2 separate regions of the Sus scrofa genome follow, and region 2 is linked to region 1. Evidence: chromatin contacts called from public HiChIP or PLAC-seq data. All regions are on one chromosome and are shown on one strand. Each heading gives the region's core, a stretch centred on a gene start, on an enhancer-like site or on the middle of the called end of the contact. The rest is flanking DNA. Distances are from core to core; before and after follow the strand shown.

Region 1 (3,789 bases), core at 640-3,139:
TAATAATGACTTACATCAATGTTAAAGAAAAATATTGAACATTATTTTGCATTTGTAGTTCCATTGTGTCTTTAATGAATTTCTAAAGTCATAGTACCTAAATAGAATTTCACAAGGTACTGGGACCATTTAATATAGAAATAAATTTACTTTTGTATTGAATTTTTATTAAGCGTCTGTGGCTCAAATTTTATGTAAGAGAATTCCTTGAACTATGGATTTCCATGTTTTACATACTAAAGTGACACCTATGGATAGAGAGCAAATGAATGTGCTATTTATAATAATGACTTTGTTTTAGATAGGTTACATAATACATTTATATGACTTTATTATGTGAGTGGTTTAGAAGTGTCTTGTGTTCCTTTTACTTTGCTTGTTTTTAAGAAACTATGTGTGTGAGAGTCTGCGTGTGTTCATGTATTTTTATCTTCTCAAGTATTACCTAATAGCATTTCAAGATATATAGTGGTAAAAATGTGCCTTATATTTAGTCAATTCACATTTCTTTATGTATACTTTAGGAATATTTGTTTTAAAATGATATTCAACTTTTTTTGACATATTCAAGTATAGGAAAGAAAAGTTTAGTGAAAGATATCGTGGAACAATTTATGTGCAAAGAGTTTAGAAGTTAATTTTGCTTTATTGACCAAAATAAAATGAGGGAACAAAGATTTACTAGGGTGAAGATATTAATTGGAACAGAAAATATAACTCTTTATTCTGAAATGCACCTGCATGTTAACAACAGTTCGAAAATCTGAAGCACAGATTTTAAATGAATGTACAATGAAATTTTAAACTTTTTTATTCCCCGTAAAATCATTTTCAAGGTGAAATGGAAGTTAAGTACATTTAAAGACTTTTGGAGCAGAAAATAGATTGACTTCAGGTGGTACTGGGTAAACTTTCAGTTTGTAATGAAATAGATATTCTTTACTATTCATGATAAGGGTGAATAAAAATGAAGCACTTAGTTTAAAAAAATAAACTGGAAAGAATGTAACACTTTCACTCCTTAGATTCTTAAGTCATTTTTTTTGTTGTTGTTGTTCTTTTGTTCTGTAATTGATTGCTAGCACCCCCTTTAACCCACCTTAAAGGGCAGCAGGAAATTCATGTTTTCGTTCATCAGCCCATCCCTCTGAAAGGCGTTCGATATTAAAACAGTTTGCAGGGAGCAAAAGCAGAGGAAACAAGAGGCCCAGCTAGCCTGTAGCAAGGTTAGAAGATACACTGCAAGATTGCCTGCAACATTGCATCGAGTCTTGTTCCTGTCCAGTATTTGCATGGAGAGATCAAGTTAATTAGGGTATGACTGTTCTTCACTTTCTATGTGACCTTTTATTCTATCTGTGGCTCTCTAGTTCATGCGGTGTCATAAAGCTATGGGAAAGTCTTTCTAGCTGTTTGACACAAACTGGAAAAAATTAAGCATTGATATTTCCTTTTGCCTGAAGGTTTTTACAGCAGCAAATTACTGCAGCGGCAAAGTTGATGTTGTGGTAGATTTGCTGTGGGTGTCAGAATGTTTCTTTTGTCTTTTTAGCTCCCCGCCTTCCCTGATGATCAGGTGCGACCAAGTGAGTTGTGCAGAGAGGTGGGGGTGGGGGAGGGGGTTCAGGAAGAGGTTACATGGCAGAATTCCCACGAATGCTGGCGAAGGATGAAAAAGATAAAGAAATCTTGTTTTTCTGAACTAGAGGATTCTCTGCATGACTTCCCCACTGTTGGGGTGATGAGCTTTCAGGCTAAGATTTTATTAACAATTCATATGGAGATTGAGGGCAGCGGAGGAGCAGATTCTCACATAAACTTGATCTGTCCATGAATGCTGTTCTCTGTTTGCCCTGACCCTGCATGGCTTAAGACACTGCCTGTGAGGCCAGTGTGCCAGACACAAAGAAAGAAATGAAAAGCAAGCACATTCCAGGAGTCTGCACAAAAGACCCAGCAGTTTCTAGTCGTCTCCCCAGAGAGGATCTTATCTCTGCATGGCCAAAAACCTCTAGAATGTTTTCATTTGTGTACCCAAAGTTTTAAAATTGACATGGCCGTTTATTAGGCAGTAGCCTATAGCCCTGTTTTCTTAGGTTTTAAAGTTTTGTTCTCAGAACTTGTTGAAACTAGAAAAACATAAGCAAGGGTGCATTTTGTGAAGTTTGGCTTTAAAAGTCACTGGCCTTGAATTGTTTTTACTTTGTTGATTGGTAGGTACCTTGAAAAATGAATCCTTTTCAGCTTTAAGAGAAGCCAGAACAACATTTTAAAGCTTGACTTGACTTCATGATGCCTTATGACACTGCAACTCTGAAACTTGTGGCAGAGTTAAGGCGTGAGATGAAATTGACATGGGGGCGCAAGCCAGCCACCCCCATGCTCCTGAGCACAGACAACCTAGCTACATTAAAGAAAGAAGCAAGTGAAAAGTTTGAGTGAGACAAAAGTGCAAGGGAGTCAGGGACTTTTAACGTTGTAATATTTCAGCAATTATTGGCAGTTCACTATTTTATCTAGATGCATTAAAACAGGATCATAACAAACTATCACAAGATATTTCTTTGTAATTTAATATACTACATTTTATCACCTAACAAATGCACATTCCAGGTGTCAGATATATTAAAGTTTGGGGATAAATATTTGATAAACATAATTCGGTTGCTAAATTACGTTTCCACAGATTCTTAAAAATTGGAAAATCCAGATACACAGACTCTTGAATTTTGTGTATGTGTTTAGCTGTTCAAGTTGTTTCAAACTTTTATAGTTCATGAATTAAATAGCCAGTAGAGGAATGCAGGCAAATGCTATTAATTATGATAGGCTTTGTTCCTTTCATTTTATAATGGTTTTATTTCCATGAAATTAACTGTTGTACTTAGGCTAATTGTCAGTAATTGGTGACAGAATCACTTCATTGTTTTTCTATAGCATGATACTAATTAGGATCTTTGCAGTATTGGCTCAGCCATGTTCTATATTCTACCTTCTATATTGAATCATTGGTACATAAAATCAAGTGCAACTTTAAAAAAAATCCATTAGATAAAATGCTTCTATTAATAATTAAATCTTTTAAACAGCTAGTTGTAAATTAATTTTAAAATATTGAAATAGAAGGAAGCTTTATTATAGATTTGTTGGGTTCATGAAACATCAATTGATCTTTCGGATTTGAATTGAATCCAGTGGAATCATCCTTAAAATATCACAGTTGTAATTCCAACTCCTGAGCCACATGCATTTTTATTATTCTGTTTGTGTCTGCAACATTGAAATTAGCACTGCTAAAGTGTTTTGGTAAGGTATCACAGGACTGGATCCATTGTCTTTCTTTTCATGCCTGATAGAGATATCATAAAATATAGCATTTTTTGTTTGTTTTCTAACTAGTTTTTTTTTTTGCCACAAGAAAATGGTTTTTGAAGCACTTATATTTCAAATGAAAATATATATGAATAGTTGTGATTATAAGAGCTTAGTTTTATGCTTTGCTTTTAAATTTAGAAGATTGTGTTCCATGTGGTTGACAGGTTATAAAAAGAGAAAATGAGAGAATATTCTATTTTGTGAAGTGAGGTTTAATGCCGATGGGAGAAAATATTACAACTCTGTATATCCTATTAAAACAATCACAGTCAATACTACTTTGCTCATTTTTAAAAGAATTCTTCTCATCCAATTCACCTGTGATCTGTATGAATTTGTAAGTTATGGAAGTTTTCTAATACTTTGAGGTATAGCCTCCTTGCTTCTTTTCCTTGTTCTATGGTACTTTTACCA
Region 2 (3,873 bases), core at 1,123-3,622, 290 kb after region 1:
TAAAAATAATTGATCTAGGAAGACTGCACTGCATTGCTTCTTCAAATTAAATATAAAATACATTGAAATTTTTATTTTGTAAATAGTTTGGCTGTAGTCAGAGTGTCCTTTAGGAATGTTTTAGTATTGATGGATAGACGTTTAGAATAAGAAGAGACCTTAATCTTGTGTCTATGACAGCCATAGTTGAACTGATACATCTTCTTTCAAATAAATATTGATTTAATCAGGGCTACATTCCTGTTGGCTCAAAGGTGGTCTTGATAAAAAGCCTGGGCACTGGGCAACTGACTAACTCAGATCCAGACATAAATATTTTAAATGCATGGCCATTCGTTTATAATTATTATTTTTCTTCAAACCTTTCTTCTTTATCTTATAACTCCCTTGGTTAATGTTTTTATGCTTTCTGTTAAGTTAAATAATGTGTGTGTCTTCCCTGTATGTAACATTCAGAGACGGCATGGAATAGGAAAAAACAAAAGTGGTATTTGCATCTGTTGTTTCCGATTCACAGAGCTGGGAGTGAGGTGCTTAAGCTGACTGTCCACAGAGCTAAGATATCAGTAGGCAGTTTGCTGTAAGCACATGTTCAATTATTAAAATAGTCGACATTTTATGTCCGATAGCCATGGCAAGGTCACAACATTAATTTATCCAGAGTATTGTGGGCAACTGTCTAGAAAAAAAAAAAAATAGCGTAAAGGACACAGATGATTCTGGAGAGAGAGAGAGGAAAAAAAAAGATGGATCTGAGCAAAGAGACTTTAGAAATGACCAGTTTAGTACACAGACGTAGAACAGGAAGGAAGTCAGCAGGCGTCTTACCAACAATCAGTATTTTAAACTATGCTGTGTATGCATTAGTTTCTGTTACAGGTTTTCAGTAAATTCTAAGCTCGAACTCTGATCTGGAATCTTTGGTTTCTGAAATCGAATTTCCTATTTTATTTGTTACTTCAATGCTCAGTGATTCTTTGCTCTTTCCCCTGTTCCTTTTTTCCCCTTATCCACCATTCCCCTCCCTCCTCCCTTTTCTGTTTCCTTTTCTTCCTCCCCCTCCTGTTCTTTCCTTTCCTGTATTTCTCTCTCTAGTGAGAGTGTGTAAACTCCAAGCTTCCTCCAGGTGACGGTTTCTTTATTTGTGCTTTTTATTTTTGCTCTTAAGTTTTCCCTTTCCCCCCTTTTTCTCTCAAATCAGGAGCTTGGAGGGGCTGATTGTAAAGGTACATATCCTAGTTCAGTTGCTTCTTTCTCTTTAAGGGTTGTGTGATGTTTTCTTTGGAACCTCTGCAAACGGTTGTCCTTCACGTTTGTTGCCACAGATCTGCTGCCAGACTGCTACCTTAGTTGGTCCTGCAGTGCCGCAGTGCATGATGGGATCTGTCTGTGTGGGTAAACCGAAATTTCTCCAGCACCAGACAGCATTAGAGTTGGCTTGAGAATCATCGTACTTTTTCTATCCTTTGTATCTAGTTCTTGCAAGCTGCGGAGTCACTGATGGCTGGCTCTGTCTGGCAAGTTATTCAGAAATATTGCTTGTGTAGAAAAGAAAGGTAGGCAGTTTACCACGTTCTATCATTAAAGGGAACAGTTGAAGAACAAAGGAACTGGTAAATACCTATATACTGCCTTCTATGTTATGAAACACTGTAGCTCACATACGACTGCGTCCAAATTTTTACTTCTTATTGTAACAATGCACATAGTAGATTGTTTTCACATATATGTGCAAATCCATATTGTAAGTAAACATATCTTTAATCTTTAATATTTATAGCCTGCAAACATTTTCTAGTCTCAAAAACTGATATACATATTCATCAACACGGCTATTTATTATTATTTTTAAAAGTTCTTAAATCGAAAAAGTAAATATATATATATATATATATATATTAATATCCCTGTCGGTTAATTTCATCCCATCAAGTTAGGATTTCAGCGCAGTTTAAATCATATTGATGATTCAGATCCTGGCAGATCTCGTAATTCCTGTGAAATGAGAGCACAGCTAATAAAAATATTAAGCAATTATTTTTATTAAAATCATAGTTTTTTTTCATTAGTAAATAGAAATGATTGATCTTTACAGATCCACCTCAATCATGTGTCTCTTAAGCTGTTTGTGGGTTTCAGAGACAAGTGGAAAGGGTTTTTTTTTTGCTCTTTCGTCAGCCGGGATGGGGGTGGGTGGGAATGAAAGCGTAGAATAAAGTCTAAGACTGCTAAAGATTTGCTGGCATTATTTCTCTATCACGTGTGAGCCTGGCTGCCTGCTTCCTGAGGTAGTGAATCCAGGATGAGACTGTGTCGGAGCCTGTTTCCACAACTGTATTTGGAGATCTGTCTTATTGATTGGGAGTTGGGGGAGGGTGGGGATCGGAGTGTGAGGTGAGGGGTGGACCTGCTGACTACTGGCTCAGTGAAGCACAAGACAGTTTCTTCCGGAAAGATGTCAAACAACTGAGACATAGCCACAGAGGAAGTAGAAATGTGGAAAAATAAGGAGACCCTGGAAGAAATGAAGGCTCTGAGGGCTTTTTCTTTTAACTCCTTTTCTTTCTTTCTGTTGTTTTTTTTTTTCTTCCATCATCTGACCTGCAAAAGCTAGAGTGACAGCGTCATGCAAATACTGCAGTCCCGCAGGTCTGGGAGAGGGTGGATGCTAGACTGTGAGTTAATGTTAATGATGAGCGCAGTGAAAATACCAGCCGCTGCCACCCCCAGCACACAGAAGCGCTCTGAGTCAGCATCAGATGCTTTGCCTCGCCTCTCGCTGGGTGTCTGTATGCCTGTGCGCGCGCGTGCTCGCTCCGGCATCCGTGTCTAGCCGAGGGGAGGGGGTGGCGTGTGAGTGCGTGGAGGGTAAAAGCCAGTCAGTCAGTGAGAAGCAAAGGTACGTTGGAGAGCAACTAAAATCTGACTGATTTCCATCTTTGGAGCATCAGATGTATTCCCTAAGGAGGATGGGTCTCCGTGATGGGGGTGGTATAATTATGTTAATGTCATATTTATGGAGGGGTGAGATTTTTCATTCTAATAATTGGTTGAATGCTATGGTCAAAAATTGTAAAGCCATATTCAGTTTTAAGGAAAAGCATGGACTTATATCTAAGGACTGTTTTATTTTTTTGCTTTTTATGAGTGCTGCTTTTTTGTTTTATTTTATTTTTTAACTATTTACTATTTTAAGCCATAACTGATTCAGTATGGAAAATCAAACGATAAACAGAAAGAGATCTTATATAATGATGCATTACATCATGGAGCAGAATATTTAAAGTCTTAACAAGGCAAAGTAAAGATCTGGACAGAGGGTGGGGGGTGGTGGTTGGAAAGGGGTGTGGTACTAGGGTGGAGGAGGGGGGCCAGTTAGCAAATATTTTGTTCAGTATAGCTTTCCTTGCAGCTTACTTGGAAATGGATGATTCACCTGTTCTACAGGAAAACATTCTAATTCTTTCCATTTTTTTGTTTTTTTTTTTTTTCCTCCTCTTTTCCCTTTTAAGATCAACCACTTCAGAAGAACCAGATTCCACTTCTGTGGCCAGGACTTTTATGTTATGGCTGGTCCGATTGTTTTACCCTGCGTTCTATGCTACTAAACCTTGGATCATTCCTAAAGTACAAATTCTGTTCTCGAACCACAAACAAGGCTAAAAGATCGGAGGAAATTCAGTGAATATGCAGGATGGGGGTTGTGTATTTTCAAAAGTATTGAGCTTTATAATGCAATTATTTAAAAATAGAAACATTTTTTTTAATCATGTTGCCAGCATTTTAAGTTACGTGTTTGTTAAGTGGCATTGCTCAAATAGCTACAGAGTATGCATGGAAATATTGGCTGTCTGAAGAGTTTGGAGATTCAAA

Evidence for each region. HiChIP or PLAC-seq counts read pairs in DNA pulled down with a chosen protein or histone mark.
Region 2: an H3K27ac HiChIP or PLAC-seq map of skeletal muscle shows a contact between it and region 1, with 2.2 times the contacts expected there. The contact joins two enhancer-like sites. A contact is called at or near these places in 1 of 47 Hi-C or Micro-C datasets (skeletal muscle) and 1 of 2 datasets of contacts at active chromatin or transcription factors (skeletal muscle).

Annotation. Positions count from the first base shown.
Region 1 is chr13:181,054,887-181,058,675 of Sscrofa11.1, forward strand. All of the region lies in intron 3 of LOC106508546, which reads left to right. Among named protein-coding and RNA genes, the nearest start is that of MIR99A, 250 kb to the right of the region's middle. Within about 2 kb of position 1,890, at least 35 of the 83 cell types and tissues checked have an H3K27ac peak or open chromatin away from gene starts, as enhancers often do. A contact at or near this core is called in skeletal muscle, where this site is marked.
Region 2 is chr13:181,345,654-181,349,526 of Sscrofa11.1, forward strand. It overlaps a transcript of LOC106508546 not described here. Among named protein-coding and RNA genes, the nearest start is that of MIRLET7C, 44 kb to the left of the region's middle. Within about 2 kb of position 2,373, at least 59 of the 83 cell types and tissues checked have an H3K27ac peak or open chromatin away from gene starts, as enhancers often do. A contact at or near this core is called in skeletal muscle, where this site is marked.